2 separate regions of the Oryctolagus cuniculus genome follow, and region 2 is linked to region 1. Evidence: chromatin contacts called from public Hi-C data. All regions are on one chromosome and are shown on one strand. The core of a region is the stretch at or near the end of the contact, and the rest is flanking DNA. Distances in the headings are between cores, read along the strand shown. Region 1 overlaps FLT1 (fms related receptor tyrosine kinase 1). Region 2 overlaps FLT1 (fms related receptor tyrosine kinase 1).

What was found. Hi-C and Micro-C count contacts between places; a contact is called where the count stands out from the background.
Region 2: a contact with region 1 is called in a Hi-C map of an unstated tissue, with 2.3 times the contacts expected there. The contact joins two enhancer-like sites. A contact is called at or near these places in 3 of 6 Hi-C or Micro-C datasets (liver, psoas muscle and an unstated tissue).

What each region holds. Positions count from the first base shown.
Region 1 is chr9:86,111,438-86,119,368 of mOryCun1.1, forward strand. FLT1 (fms related receptor tyrosine kinase 1) reads left to right here. Exons shown (of 31, transcript XM_070049070.1): 12 at 5,739-5,853. Among named protein-coding and RNA genes, the nearest start is that of FLT1, 94 kb to the left of the region's middle. Within about 2 kb of position 2,669, at least 3 of the 8 cell types and tissues checked have an H3K27ac peak or open chromatin away from gene starts, as enhancers often do.
Region 2 is chr9:86,195,319-86,203,249 of mOryCun1.1, forward strand. It overlaps FLT1 (fms related receptor tyrosine kinase 1), which reads left to right. Exons shown (of 31, transcript XM_070049070.1): 22 at 3,380-3,536; 23 at 3,976-4,073; 24 at 4,782-4,904; 25 at 6,765-6,876. Among named protein-coding and RNA genes, the nearest start is that of FLT1, 180 kb to the left of the region's middle. Within about 2 kb of position 4,778, at least 1 of the 8 cell types and tissues checked has an H3K27ac peak or open chromatin away from gene starts, as enhancers often do.

The DNA of each region.
Region 1 (7,931 bases), core at 1,419-3,918:
CAAGGCTCAGGCTCAAATAGACAGCCATCAGGGGTTGGGGTACATAGCCTAGCTCTACCACTGGCCCTACAGCTACTCTTTCAAATATTGAGGTTCTTAAGAAAACAGGCCAGCTTCACCCCAGAATACCCAGTGGTCATGCAAACAAAAGCAAATTACCAGGGAAAGACAAACACTGGATAGAAATTTATTTTTGTTGTAAGCTTTTAAGAAGTGATCAAAATTTATCAGCCAGTAGAAGACAAAGTGTTCTTGTAATTTTAGCATCAGAGCTAAGCCGATTGATGTTGAAATGTTATTATAAAGTACACCTCTGCCCCCACCCCCACCTCCTTTCCCAAGAACTGGATCCTTCTTCTGCTTATCTGACTGTGGCAGTTCGAATCCAGAGGACCTCCTGAGCCTTTCTCTGTAAGAACTGACCCTGAGCAAATGTTGTCCGGGGAAGCACAGCGGGACAGGTTCAGACAGGTCTCCCTGTATGATGGGCTGTGCTCAGCCATGATGGGAAGAGATAAGAAGGCCTGGGTTCTAATCCCAGCTCTGCCCCTTTCTCTGTGAATTCAAGCAAGGCCTTAGATCTTTCTGAGCCTTGGCTTCCTTGGGCAATGGGGATCCTGACACCTGCTTCGCTGGGGCACTGTGAGAATTAGCTGAGGAGGAATGAATGCTCGGAGCTCCTGACCCAAGCCTGGCACTTAGCAGTAGCCCAGGCACACTGAATCTCCCTTCTGAGGAGCCAGACACGAGCAGAACGGGGCCTTCGAAAGACAAGTCGGCATGACACCAGGTATCACAGGGTGAAAGGGGATCTTCAAAAAAAATGAAACAAAACAAACTTAAGACTGATGACTGCTGGCGCCGCGGCTCACTAGGCTAATCCTCCGCCTTGTGGCGCCGGCACACTGGGTTCTAGTCCTGGTCGGGGTGCCGGATTCTGTCCCGGTTGCCCCTCTTCCAGGCCAGCTCTCTGCTGTGGCCAGGGAGTGCAGTGGAGGATGGCCCAAGTGCTTGGGCCCTGCACCCCATGGGAGACCAGGAGAAGCACCTGGCTCCTGCCATCGGATCAGCGTGGTGTGCCGGCCATAGCGCGCCGGCCGTGGTGGCCATTGGAGGGTGAACCAACGGCAAAAGGAAGACCTTCCTCTCTGTCTCTCTCACTGTCCACTCTGCCTGTCAAAAAAAAAAAAGACTGATGACTATGGGGTAGACCTTGTAGAACTGGAATGGCTATCAAACTTGCAGGAAAGTATTTCTGAAAGAGAATTTTATACAGGGTAGTGTCTGCCGGAGTCCCGCGTTCCATAGCAGGCACCAAACCAGGGGGCAGATTCTGTGAAGGCTACTGACCCATCCAGCCCAGTTTTTCAGAGTCTGTCATCTTCTTACCTGAGAGACCAAGGGCAAATACTAGCGGTGGCTGCCGCTCACCTGACTGGACGGGTCTGTCGGATTGCAGCCTGTGCCAAAGTCCTTCCCTTGAAGAAGAGACTCTGCGATTTAGAGGGGGGAAGAGGATGTAAAACAGGAGGACTGGGGGAAACCAGCACTGTTAGAAGCCAGCGGGGCGAGAACAACACAGGTGAGCATGGAAGGGCGCTCAGAGCGCATTGTGGTCCTGAGTGTGGGATCTGGAAGACGAACAGGAACTGAGCAGACCTCCGGAACTGCGGAGTGATCTCGCTCTAGTATGAACCCTACCAGCGGATAGGGCACGCTGTATCTTTTGCTGTGTGAGATGAAAGCTGTTGAACAGATTTGGGAAAGAAGGTCTATCATGTATAAAGAGCTAAAAGGAAGGAAGGAAGGAAGGAAGGAAGGAAGGAAGGAAGGGAGGGAGGGAGGGAGGGAGGGAGGGAGGGAGGGAAAGAGATAGAGAAAAAAAGACATTAAATTCTCAACTGCAGTAAGTTTGGGTGGTGAACAGCCGAGAGGACTTCTATTTCTATACACAAAAGGGCACTGGAGTAGGACGATTTCTTGTCGTATGATGGGAGCGCATGGATACCGTGTCACCTATGGTGGAAAGGTTCCACGCACACATCCTGAAACAAGCCGGAAGTGAGTGCGGAAATTCTACCAGCAATCAGTGTTAAGATAGTAGGGTTGAGCCCAGGGCTGGCTTTGCCTTTTACCCACTACGCCACAGTGCTGGCCCCTGGCTTTGCTTTTTTCTGTAGCTCCAGGCTGCCTCTGTCTTTGGTCACAGAGGAGGCAAATATTTACGAATGTGAAAGGAGTGGGACAAACCCATCACCAGGATGAGAGATTCTGCCCAAAGCACATAAGTCAGCAGTGTCATCTGCGTCCACGGAGGGGGACAGTGCCCTGTGCTGTGTTGAGAAGACGATCAGTAACTCAGAGCAGATGGGCGAGCGGGGCAGATGGCCCCCACTTGGAGTGAAACAGGCCGACGCGTCACCCAGAGTCGCAGCTGCGTGTGTTGGACATGTCACGGGCTGCTGGCTTTTCCTTCACGCGTATCACTCTCTAGTCTGAAACTAAGTCGTGTGAGCTGCAGAGTAATTGACAGAGATGACATGGAATCCACTCTTAGCCCCAGAATTTTTTTTTTCCTCTCTCTCGCTGGTTATAAATACCTCCTTGGCATGCCGTATGCAAATGGAGGTGGGAGTCCTAGAGCTCCTTAGGAGAGGGGCAGAGGCCCGGAGCGCGGAGAGGACAGCCCGAGCCTGATAACAGTGGCCTTGTCCAGAATAGTGCATGAGAGCTTTCTTATCTTGCCTTGGCAGGAGGTGCTGTGAGCTTCCTGTGCGAAATCAGAAGCGAGCGCTGCTTTCCTCTCGTTGTTCGGCTTCCTCCCCCCTCAAGACGGTTCCCAGCACCGTGATTATCTTTGCATCTTCAAACATGGCACAATCTACTTCCTTAAGAGCTTGATGTATTCTTAAGGCTTAGGCAAATCCCCCTCCCCCCCGAAATCTCTTTTCAAGTGCTGTTATAAAGTCAGCCTCCGAAATGACATTCTATTTTTGTGGTTCCAATGACAAAGAGGGAAAAATAACAACCTCTCAATTAGAAAATAGCCACAGAACGTGTCCGTTCCATTTGGGGGAGCCGGCGGTTAAGTCCAGCTTATAACTTCCAGACCAGGGCTGGCAGAGTTGCTTTCTGCCCTTAGCGCACTGAAGGAAGAATGGGGGCTGGGCGTTGGTGGTGGTGGTGGTGGGGGGGGGGGGTCAGAAGCCCACAGCTCTGAGTGAACTCAGACAGGAGACTGTAGTTCCCTTGGGAAACTCCGAGGCTTGCTTTACCCTAACGTATTTCTTTGTATTTCCTGAAAACCAGGAGTAGGAAATTCACATCTTTATCATGGGCCTCCCTTACCTTTTTCATTGCTTTGGGTGAAAGCTAAAAGTGTTCTCTTCCAGGTACAAGAGAGTTTCAGCTGTTGCGTGTCAATGGTCCCAAGGAGCCATACACATGTCTACTATAGGTGTATACATGTGTCTACATGCGTGTTATAGATACTCAGATGTGTGTGTGTGCATGTGTGTGTGTGTAAGATGGGAAGTGAAACAGGAGTTTATGGATGTCTAGAATGTGGAGAAGAATGATCATGAAAATGATGGCAAAGTGGCTTTCACAGTGTGATTTTAAAACTTGGTCATTAAAATGTCTCCAATAAAGGAGAGAGTGAATGATTTCGCTTTAGTTCAGTCTACTCCACTAACCAATAAGTGTCAACATGTTCAATTATTTTACCCGAGGATGATATCTAATCATCAGTGAAAATCACCGAAGTTCCTTAAGGGATGCTCAGCCTACATTAGTTTTTTTTTTTTTTCATTCTAAATCATGTATGTGTAAAAATAGACATTTTTAGGGGCTTGCATTATGGTGTAGTAAGTTAAGCCACCACCTGTGATGCCAGCATCCCACATGGGCACCAGTTCATGTCCCTGCTGCTCCACTTCCAATCTAGCTCCCTGCTAATGAGCCTGGGAAAGCAGCAGAAAATGGCCTAAGAGCTCGGACCCCTGCACCCACAGGGGCCTCCGAAGCTCGGAGTGGAGCCTCAGAAGCAGAATCCTGCTGAAAGACACAACAATACAGGTCCCCAGCCCCACAGGCTCCACAGTCCAACATTCTGGGGGCCCTTCCGGGCTGAGGCGCCAGAGAGAACGAATAACCAAACATCCTTCTGACCCTCACGGTCCCTGTCCTCTTATCTTTTCCTCCCTAACCTTACCTTGTCTGTTGCGTCTCGTGTCGGTCAGTACTGCCGGTGGCTACTTAAGCTCAACCACCCCTTCTTTCTGCACGCTGGCTTCAAAAATCAGTCCCAGGGTGAACATTGCCAGAAACTGCCCAAGTCATGGACAAATTTGAGACCAGCACACTCTCTGCTCATGGAAAATTCTAGTCCAGAAGGCACAAGCACAAAGTGATGAAGTGTTTAAAGTAAAGAGGGAGATTTCATAGGCCTTATAGATAAGTGAAAGCAACATTTTTGTTTTCTAATTAGACACTTGAGGCCTTGAGATGCTGAGATGTGAGAGTTTGCCGTGATACCCAGAACTTGAAAAGAAATAGACTAACGTTAAATACTCTCTGTGATGTCTGTTTCTATGTGCAGTTAATTAACCCTGGAAAAAATTAGCTATGCAACTGAATATTCTGATGAAAAGCCAGCCTTTTTTTGGATGAGAAATGCTATTATTTCCTGGAGATTTTCATTGATTAACATGACTTCATTTCTGCTGCCCTCCCCGTATTTACATGTTACTTCTAGTAGGAACTCATTAAAATTGAGATATTAAATTTTCTAATTTATACATTTTGCTTTACTATTCACGATGCAGAAGAGGAAGGCAGTACACTGGTATGGATTTTTCTGCATATTAGGCAAATATGTTTGCTACTTTTAAGTTTTCAGGATGAATATAGGAAAATAATCTGCAGAAAAGAAGATTCACATTAAATATGTGACTTTGTTATCAGAAGACTTATGCAGTGGCTTTCTCTCTTTTTTAAAAAAGATTTATTTTGGGCAGGTGCCATGGCTCACTTGGCTAATCCTCTACCTGTGGCACCGGCATCCCATCTGGGCGCCGGGTTCTAGTCCTGGTTGCTCCTCTTCCAGTCCAGCTCTCTGCTGTGGCCCGGGAGGGCAAGTGGAGGATGGCCCAAGTGCTTGGGCCCCTGCACCCATGTGGGAGACCAAGAAAAAGCACCTGGCTTTGGCATCGGATCAGTACATTTGGGGAGTGAACCAATGGAAGGAAGACCTTTCTCTCTCTCTCTCTTTCACTATCTATATCTCTACCTGTCAAATAAATTTAAAAAAAGGATTTATTTTATTTATTTGAAAGTCAGAGTTACCAAGAGGCAGAGGCGGGGGAAAGAGAAAGAGAGAGAGAGAGACAGAGAGGTCTTCCATCCAATGGTTCACTCTTCAGATGGCTGCAATGGCCGGAATTGTGCTGATCTGAAGCCAGGAGCCAGGAGATTCCTCCGGGTCTCCCGTGCAGGTGCAGGGGCCCAGGCACTTGGGCCATCCTCTACTGCTTTCCCAGGCCACAGCAGAGAGCTGGAGCAGAAGTGGAGTTGCTGGAACTCGAACTGGCGCCCATATGGGATGCTGGCACTGCAGGCGGCAGCTTTCCCCTCTGTGTCACAGCGCCGGCCCCTGCAGTGGCTTTCATCACACTTGTCACCATGGGCTGGACTGTGCTGCACAGCAACATGGTGATGACTTTCTTTTCTACTTGCAGGTATGATTTTTGTTCCAAAAATGAAGAAGCGTTTCTCCTGGATCCTACCAGCAACACAGGAAACAGAATTGAGAGCATCACTCAGCGCACAGCAATAATAGAAGGAAAGAATAAGGTATTGTTTATGAAAATGAGCATTGGGATATTGATTCTATCACTCCAGTTGCAGCTGGCAGTTCTAGGTCCATGGGGACAGAAGTAATTCACGTGCTGAAACAAAAATTCAGAGAGGAGAGAGACAGTCTCTGAAATATGTCTCCATGGAGAGCGACTCTGTCTTCTCTGGTCACTGCCTACTCCAAGACAATGGGTATATCTGCTGCAAGCAGAAGAGACAGAGTTAGAGCTGTCCTCTTGAACTTCAAATGGGTCCATAGCAGGGCTTCTGCATCCTGGCTGCCTATTAGAATATTTGACTAACTATTGTTACATGCAGATCTCTGGGGTGGAGCCCAGGGCTTGCAACAATTCTCCAGATGATTTTAGCATGTAGCCAGGACTAAGAATCACTGATAAGCTGCCAGTGGGGTCCCAGTAGGCAAAGGCTAGTATGAAACTTCAGGCAAAAACTGAGTGCTTTTATTGCAAACATAGCAGGCTCTTTTCCTCTGTGCTGAGCTATGCAGACACAATCTATACCCAAATCCCTTGCCCTAATCAGGGCTAGCAGGTGGTTTTTTTTTTTTTTTCTTCTGTCAATCTTGAACCATTCCTTTTGTACTCTTCTAAGCACCAGTGAGTCTCAGCAGTCCTGAGCAGACTCTCCTCGGTTTTCAGACCTGATGACTTTTGTTCTTGCTGAGTGGGTGAAGAATACATTTACACCTCTGCTATGGTCAGGCACAGGAGAGCGAGGCCCCAAGCAAGAAGCAGCTATCCCATGACCCCTTGCTGAAATGTCTATTTACACATGCCTGTCTGGACTGGGAGTGGGCACTGCTCACACAGATGCCGCTCTCTGCTTGAGCCCGGTCACGCTGTTCTATTCAGCTGTATTCTTTGCATTTGAAGATGACAAAGTGGATGACATAGCTTTCTGTGTAGGATTTAACAATAGCAGTAACTAACATCAGTTTTCATTTTAGAAAACTGTTTCACATATGCTAATGTCAAAATCATTCTTGGGAAGATCAGTGTGATTGCCTTACTTTAAAGGTGAGAAAAACAAGAGTGATAAGATGATTCATCCGAAATCACACAGCTTAAAATGAGAAAGTCAGACCAAAGTCTTTCTGAGTCCAAACCCCAGTACTCTCACAGTATACAATTGAGTGAAAGTGGTGACAGCTTATAACAGTGGCTTATCAAGGATTTAGGAACAGTTTTTATAACCAAAGGAGTAGCTATAAGTGGCTCACAATTCTTTGTCCCTCACACATGATGTAATAGCTATTGATAAGAGCCATTTAATGAGATACTTAGAAAAGAGAAAATTCTATAAACTTGAAGGTTTAATTTGGGTGGTGCTGGATGTTTTAACCAAAAAATTGCCTCAGATCATTAGTAGAATACAGCCAATTAGTTGCCACAAGGTACTAGAAAACTTGCAAGATGCCATTGGTTGTGTCCATTCATTTCGCCCTTTACTGGCCATGTTAGGTGAGTCTGCTGTGGAGTTAACAATATCTGCCTCATCTAACTTCCTATTAAAAGGTCAAAATGAAATCTCAGCATGAAAAAGCCCTCTGCAAATGCTACCTTAATAAAGCAACTGCCATATGTAAATATATACCCTAGTCCCACTTCCCCAATGAACTGTGGACATATAGAATGAAGACGATTCTTCAAAAAAAATACAATTTTTTTCAGTGAAAAGATATTTAGTTAATACTCTTTCAAAGCTGACATATCTAGGGGTTGCAGAGCCTCTATGCAGTTGTAACTGTGACACATCAGACTTGAAGTATATGATTTCATGTCCTAAATTTAGGAGAATTTATTTCATTGACTTTTAGCAACTGCTAGTGTATCTCTGTGTGTGTGTGTTTGTGTGTGTAAAAAGAAGTGTCTTTCATGTGATGGTGGTGCGTGGAAATGTGGCTCTTTCTGATTTAGGTGCAGTGCTCTTTGTAATTAAAACTGCTCTAATTTTCTCTACGTTTTTAGAAAGTAAATGAAAGTTTGTGACGATCCCTTCCTCCAGTCATGTAATCAGCCTGCCCAGCAATCCTACCCCACCTATCACTGGGCAGT
Region 2 (7,931 bases), core at 3,528-6,027, 86 kb after region 1:
ATAATGTTACTTCTCTGTCGCCCCTCTGTGTTTGTCCATGTATTTGTGTGCACGCCCATGACACACATTCACGTGAGGGGGCTTTAAAAAGTCTGTGGAAAAAATGGAATTCAAAGAAAATGCACATTTTCCCATGAATTCTTTGACGTCCCCCTTGTGCAGTCTCACATATTCAAGTCACTGATTTCTTCAAGGAAGATGCTGGCACGGGTAACTCTCTCCATTTATGAGGTTAGGGAAGGAAAGGCTGAATCCACTGGGTGGCTTGGACAGGCAGCAATAGACCACTGATGGGCCCAGAGCTGGAAATCATTTTCTTTTCTTCCTTCTGCCCTTTCTCTCACTTCCTAGCACTGTCACTGCTCAGGTCATCCCCATACACACTCTGAACCAGTCTTACCAAGAAATAATTTACTCAAACTTTATGATAACACGTTGCACCAGTGCTGTGTCCTTCCCTGGGCTCAAGAAGTCCAGTGAACAATGAGTCAATGTTATTAACCAGTAAGGGATCTGTGTGGCAAAGAGATGAAATATTTAGTTTCCAGAATCAGACTTTTGTGATTTAAATCCTGCCCCTGCCTCTTCTGAAATCTGGGACCTTGAGCCAGTAACCCGATTTCTCTAAGTTTCCACTTCCCCATTTGTGAAACAGAGCTAATACTAGAACCCAACTGATGGAATTGTTGGGAGAATCAACATATCTCAGTGAAGCATTCAATACATGTTGACTACCACCATCATCCACATCTACCCTCCGAGACAAAAAGATTGGGTGAGTTCAACTTAATGCCACCGATCTACATGGCAGATAAAGAGTCAGACACCAGAGAATGGGTCCCATCTCTGTCAAGAATCTTTGCACAATACTAGACAGCTGGACCATTCTCTCAGCTCCCAAACTTTGATCTAACTAAAGACACAGGGGATCCACCAGCCTGGTGATATGGTCTGCAAGAAACACTTTCCCCAGATTTTAAACCAGGCCTTCTAATTGGTAGAATCTTGAAACTGAAAGGCATCTCTTTGATCATCTGGTTCACACTGGCAGAGATAGAGGTGCCCAGAGAAGTCACATGATTGGCTAAAGGACACACCCACCTCCCACACGAATCCAGCTCTCCTGACCCTGCACCCACTGCTTTCCTGTGCACCACACTGGATAAGGGGAAGAAACAGCAGCAGTGGAAGGTGGTGCCCTGGGCTGTGAGCAGTGCATATTCTTTTCGGTTCTGAAGTCCTGGACTAGGTTCAGAAAGAACTAAGCCAGCAGGACGCCCTGGGGACCTTGGCAGGATGGGACATTTGGGTTCGTGCGTCCTTTGTTTTAAAGAGTCTGCTTCCTTCCCTGACTATATTTAATGGTTCGCCTCCCTTGCACCTTGGTGGAGCTTAGTGTTTTCATGGAGAACCCACAATTACCTTTTCTATTTGGATCCTAAAGGACTAGAGAGAGGAGACGAAAGAAAAATGAACCAAAAAGAAAAACAGCTGACTTGAAAATAGGATGTTCCATATTCCCAATAAATTCAGTAAATTCACCTTTGTTTCACAGAGAGGGTTACCCATAAGCCAAGCTGAATGAACCACTGGTTGGAGGGCGGGAGGCAGGTGAGAAAGTCTAAGTTTGGGTCCTTAGGGGCTGCCCGAGAGACTAGCCCAGGGGTCACTTTTCTCCCCCAGGCCATTGCTAGCACTCTCCACTGCCCTCCTGTTCTGGGAGAGGGTCTTGTGAGAAATCAAATCCCAATCTCACTGCCTCCTGGAGACCTGGCCACCAATGGTGAGACTCTCCACCTGCCCTCAGGCACACTTGGTGCCCTGGGCTTCGCACTGTGCAAAGAAGAAGAGCTAAGCGAGCATGGAGCATTTGGTGGGTGGGGGTTGTGCATTCTTGAGCCCTGCCTCTCTCTGGCCACACAGAAGGTCCGTTGTTGGGGAACAAGGGCCTCGGTACTCCACACACACACCCTTGCAGAACTCCACACACACACCCTTGCAGAAGGTCTGTTGTTGGGGCTGTCCCGCCAGAAGCTCCTCCCTGTCTTTTGCCTGCTCCTACTGTGCCCTCTAGTGGAGGGACCACTCCTGCTGTGTGACATTTCTAGAAAAGCCACTGAAGGATGAGAAGGCTGGTTAGAGGGAGCCCTGCTACGCTGTGCAGGTGGATAAAGAGATGCCACCAAACCCCACTCCCTCTCAGCCTCTGACTCAGGATCGCCCTCTAGCGGAAGCTAGGTGAGGCACGTGGTCCAATCCTGAAGCCACTGCAAGTGCCGCCTTTTAAGTGTCGCTGTTAATACATGAATTCTTAAAGGCAGTAGAAGTCTTTTCCGGTTCCATGTGAAAACCCTGAACCAACTCCTTTCCTCCAACCCATTAAATCACCGCAGGATGGTAGAGGGTTTGGGATGAGGAAAATGCTACCCAGAACGTGAACATGAAGACCAAGCTCACGTGATGGTTGGAAAGAGCCAGAGGACCAGCCAAAGCTCAGGTGCCCATTCCACGCAGAAAGGCCTTTTCCACCTCTGTTAGGATCAGAATATATCTTTGAAAAGAAATGATCGTGTTCCCTCCTCCAGGAAAACTGGAGAAATTGGCTACGGTAGCCTACTCTTAAAGCGTCTCATGGAATTTCAAATGAAGCCCCAGGTACTCCGGGGATACTTTTCCATCATTCACATTATCTTGCACAAGATGATATGTGGTGTGCAGAAGCAGCTACTTGTCTTCTTGGCCAGACTTAGGGGCACGTGAACTGGCTTCTCCACATCTAAGAACTACTTGATGGGGTGAGTGCCCAGGGTTCAAGTCCCGTCTCCTCCATTTCTAATCCAGCTTCCTGCTCCTGGGCACCATGGGAGGCAGCAGATGATGCTCAAGTACTTGGCTCTCTGCCACCCGTGTGGGAGACCTGGGTTGAGTTCCAGGTTTCTGGCTTCAACTTGGCCCAGCCTCAGCTGTCACGGGCGTTTGGGGATTGAACAAGTGGATGGAGGCGCTCTCTCTTCTCTCTGTTTCTCTCTGCGTGGGTATGTGTGCATGTGCCATTCAAATAAAATTTAAATAAATAAAATTAGAAAACTCCTGTGCAAAATTTTGGGAAGATTAAAAGAGTAAGCATTCAGTAAGTGCCATCTGCTTCACATTGGAATTAACAGTCTTAAATCTGATCTACGATGCTATGTAGAAGCCCGGTCAGGAGCAGAAGAGAGCCCACAACCCCACAAGTTGCCAGGCGTGTGGCCACCACTGTCCATTCTGCAGAATGAGGCCCTCAGCTCGGGCCCCTGGTCTCCAGCGTAGGGCCCAATTTCCCTGGGGCTGACCTAGAGCGCCCCTTCCTCACCTGTGTACCTTCGTGGTCTGTTCAAAGGAGGCAGCATTACACATGGAGCCAAAGAAAGAAAAACCGGAGCCAGGCCTGGAACAAGACAAGAAACCCAGACTAGACAGCGTCACCAGCAGCGAGAGCTTCGCGAGCTCCGGCTTCCAGGAAGATAAAAGTCTGAGCGATGCTGAGGAAGAGGAGGGTAGGTATCGAGTCCTTCCTGTCCTGCGGCCTGGGATATTTTTATAACATACTGTGCATCCCTGAAATTGTTTTCTTATTTCTCGCCCTTAATAAACATCCGTGGGAGACTCCAAGGGTAGTGGCCTGAAGAGATAAGATTTGAATTAAGATTATTTAGAGTTACTCATTCTGACAGGGACAGAATTGTCCCTCCCGGTCCCCCACCCTTCAGGGCCTCTATGTCTTCAGGGCTCATCCTCTGGCCCCACCGTGCTTAGGTGAAATGGGCTGGAGGGCCTGGAACAATCTCTGCTGCTCATGTTGGAACTCAGATGCTCTTGCAAATGAACTCTGACCCACATGTCGCTTTGGTTTATGTTTTGCTAACCTTGTTCCACTACATTGGGATTCGGTGGACTCACAAGCGCCCTGACAGTTACGGTGCTCATGTTTTCCAGACTTGGATGAGTTCCACAAGCAGCCCATCACCATGGAAGATCTGATTTCGTACAGTTTTCAAGTGGCCAGGGGCATGGAGTTCTTATCGTCCAGAAAGGTCAGTCTGGTTCTTTACAGTGGCTCTGCTTTGCCAGGCTTGCACGCCATCTTAGCAACAAGTCCATTTCTAATCCCCCACCCTGCTTACACCTGCAGCTTGAAGTGTAGGATGATTGTCACCACACGAGCCTTCATTTGCCCGGATAGGACAAGGTTTAAGGATGATGAACTTTGGACTCCAGCAGGCGGAACCGGTTTCCAGGGACAAACGTCATCCCGGGGTTTGGGCTTCTCACTCTGGCAACCGTTCTGCCCGGCTGGCTGATTTTCAAACACTGGCCAGAATCTCAGAATCTGTGACTCCCCAGGAGTGCTTCTAGTAATACAGCCCTGGAGGGCCCTCCCCCAAGGCGGCAGCTGGCAACAGATCTGCCCTGAGCAGCTCGAGATACAAGGCTTGGCTGGGGTGGGGGAGGGGAGTTTGGGTCACTAGAAGACCTCAGCTTGCCAGCAACCATGCTGACCAGGGCACCACCTGCAAACAGTAGCCCGGTGCTTTTGGCGCTTTTCTTGGCTTCAGGGCCTTGAGGGACCTGGCTTTGCAGAGACGCGCTGTGTGTTTACGGTCACCGTGTGCTCGCCAGCCGCTTCCTTTGCCGCATGTGAAACGGATCAGGGAATTAAGACTGATGGCCCCCAGAAGGCACAGGAAACCAGTCGGTTAAATCAAGGAAGTGCATTGATTCTGCGGCCGTCTTTATTATAGTGCATTCATCGGGACCTGGCAGCCCGGAACATTCTTTTATCTGAGAACAATGTGGTGAAGATTTGCGACTTTGGCCTCGCCCGGGATATTTATAAGAACCCCGATTATGTGAGAAAAGGAGATGTGAGTAGGGTTTGGTGTTTATTTGACTCCTTTATACTCTGTCATTCTCAGACCACAGGCTGAAGCCCTCAGTAAATATTTGCACTTCCTCGGCTGTAGCCGCCGCAGCCGCCACGTGCTCCTGGTGTAGGATACACAGGCTCTGCCAACCAGACAGCCCTGGCGCGGGCTTGGAAGGGCTGTGTGTCCTGCTCCTGTGTGTCCCTCATCCCTGGCTTGGTCCCTGTCCTTGGGGCGGAGGCCCTGGTCAGATGCTCTCCTTCCCTCCCACGCACTCCTGGGGGAGTTGCTTGTCCCACTGAAAAGAACAGCCTGGACTCTCCCCCTCGAATAAACCGGATGATGGATTCAGCAGGTGTGTGTGCGTCTCAGGAAAGGGTGGGGTCGGCGGCGGCCGGGCGCAGTGTCTCCCTGCTGGCTTGTGCAGTCGCCCCTGCTCTTCTTGTTTGTGAACACCGTGTGATTTTCTCCTTCCGTGCCTGACCTCCTGTGGCCTCCGGACTCCTGTCTGGACGCCACTGTGGACTCATCAGACTCCAGTGGGCAGGCTGATAGCCAGAGAAGGCCCCACCCCCACAGCTTCTGCTTCAGGAAGCCTTGGTGGGGCCTGAGAACTTGCATTTCTAGCACACTGCCAAGTGATTCTGCCAGAGCTGCTCCCAGGACTTGGAGACCCAGTGTCCCACACTCCCTCATCAGAGGGGACAAAACACACGTCCCGTGGAGCCCCACTGCGCAAAGCTGCCATCTGGCCTTTTTCTCTTTGCTATCTGTCCGTGTTTGTTTCAGCTTCTTCCCGCTCTCCTCTGTCTTAGCCATCCCCATCCATATATAGTGGCAGGCCTCATTCACTGGGATGCTTGCTCTATGAAACAGAAGGGAGATTTGCATGCTTGAAAATATTTCTTTCTAAATATATATTTTCTGAAAACCAAATACTAAATGTTTAAACTCTAAGTCAGCTTCCCCTTTTCCTGCACCTTTGCCCACTCTCCCTATTCAGAAACTTTTAGAATCCTGCCTTTTTGCCTTTCAAATCATCTTCCTTGGAATTAAAAAATCCTAGAAATCACCAATTTTCAGGATGCCTTCTAATTCAAACCAGTCTTTTCTAAGCCCTTAAGTGTTCCTAAGGAATGTAGAATGTTTGGGGGAGGATTCCTTTTTAAAGTTTTTTTTTTTAATATTTATTTGCAAGTCACAGAAAGAGGATAGACAGACACACACAGAGGGACATCTCCCTAACCCCCTGCAGCAGTTGGGGCTGGGCCAGGTTGAAGCCAGGAGCCAGGAACTCAACCTGTCCCTCCCTCGTGGGTGGCAGGGACCCACACACTTGAGCCATCACCGGCTGCCTCCGCGGGTGAACGTTAGCAGGAAGCTGGGATCCGAAGCAGAGCAGGGACTGGAACCCAGCGCTTCACCAATGTGGCATGCATCTTTACCCCGCACCAAACGCCCGCCCAGGGGCAGAAGGATATTTCACGGAGCTGTAGAGAATCTTCTGGACACACCAGAGGGGCTTCCTAAGCGTGTGTTGCCCTCATGGGCCTCAGCTCAGCATGGCGTAGGAGCGCACGGCAAAACGTTGATAGAAAATGTGTATTATGAAAAACACATGGATTACTTTTTTTTGGCACCAAAATAAACTCACTTTTTAATTCCATTTTGCTTTCACATGGGTCCGTCTGGTAGCAGAGCAATGTGCGCGGTGAGAGTGCTCTCCCTGTTAGGAAGCCGGGGCTGCTGTAGGAAATGATTTCTGGGCCAAGTGTGATCTGGGAGGTGACCCTTGGGCACGTGGGTTGCGGCTGCTTTGTGTTCTTGACCTTCTGCTCACAGTCACCCTGCTTCCTTCAGACTCGACTTCCTCTGAAATGGATGGCTCCGGAATCCATCTTCGACAAAATCTACAGCACCAAGAGCGACGTGTGGTCCTATGGAGTCCTGCTGTGGGAAATCTTCTCCCTAGGTAAACCTGGGCGGGGGCAGCGGTCAGACAGCCCATAAGTGCTTGCCCCTGGGAGGGACACCACCTTCAGATCAGCCTGTGAAACAGCTGCCAAGTCCTAGGGAGGCCTGGGTCCAGGGAGACGCTCGGATGGGTGTTAGCATTGTGTGCACCCCTTGCTGTCGAAAGGGTCAGTAGGGTCATCAGTGGCTTACACAGATGGCAGAAAAACTGAGGTCAAGTTTATCTTTCTCTGCTCCATGCCCCCTTCTCCTACTTCCTCAAACAGCCAGCTCCCTTCCCCTTCGCCCCCTACGCTACCTCCCCTGTCAGAATTTCTTCTTAGAGAGGCCTTGATAAGCACACTGAACCAGTAGAGAAGGTGCTGTTAGAAACAGGAGGCCTTTCTAGTGCTTCTAGTACCTACTAGCACCTTCTAGTACTTTCTCGTGACATTATCATTACACAGTCCAGGACCCTGGTTTACGATAAAGAACAGTGGTTGTATTTATTCTGCTGGCAGCGGCATCCACGGTGGGTGGCTAAAAGCCGTGCTCCAGATCCCATGTACACAGATGCACAACAAGCCCACATCTGCTCACAGACATACAGCACAGACCTGAGGCCTCCCTAACTCGGGTTCTAGCCAAGAGTCTTTTGGGCTTTGCCAGAGATTTGCCTTTGCAGCCCATCGGAGCAAAAGCCACCGGGTAACATCCCTGGTTTCCTGTAATGTGTGAAAACGATTCGCCTGCTTTAATGACAGGCACCTGCTGCTTCCAGTCTTTGAAAGCAGCCTGGCGGCCACAGTGATCCCTCAATGACACAGTGCCAGCACCGCGCGTCTCCCAGCTGCTTCCTACCAGCAGCGATCCCTGGAAAGTGCAGACAAACAAATGCTGGGGTCGAGTAGGGTCAAGGGCTGGGACAGAACAGACTGGGAGGCCTTGGCCACCCCTACCCAGTCTAGAGTCTCCGTAAAAGTTGGAAAGTGACAGGAGGATCTTGGACATTGGCAAAGGCAGCATCGAGGCGCTTCTAGCATCTGTAAGTCTGCAGTCTCCTGACCCCGGGCA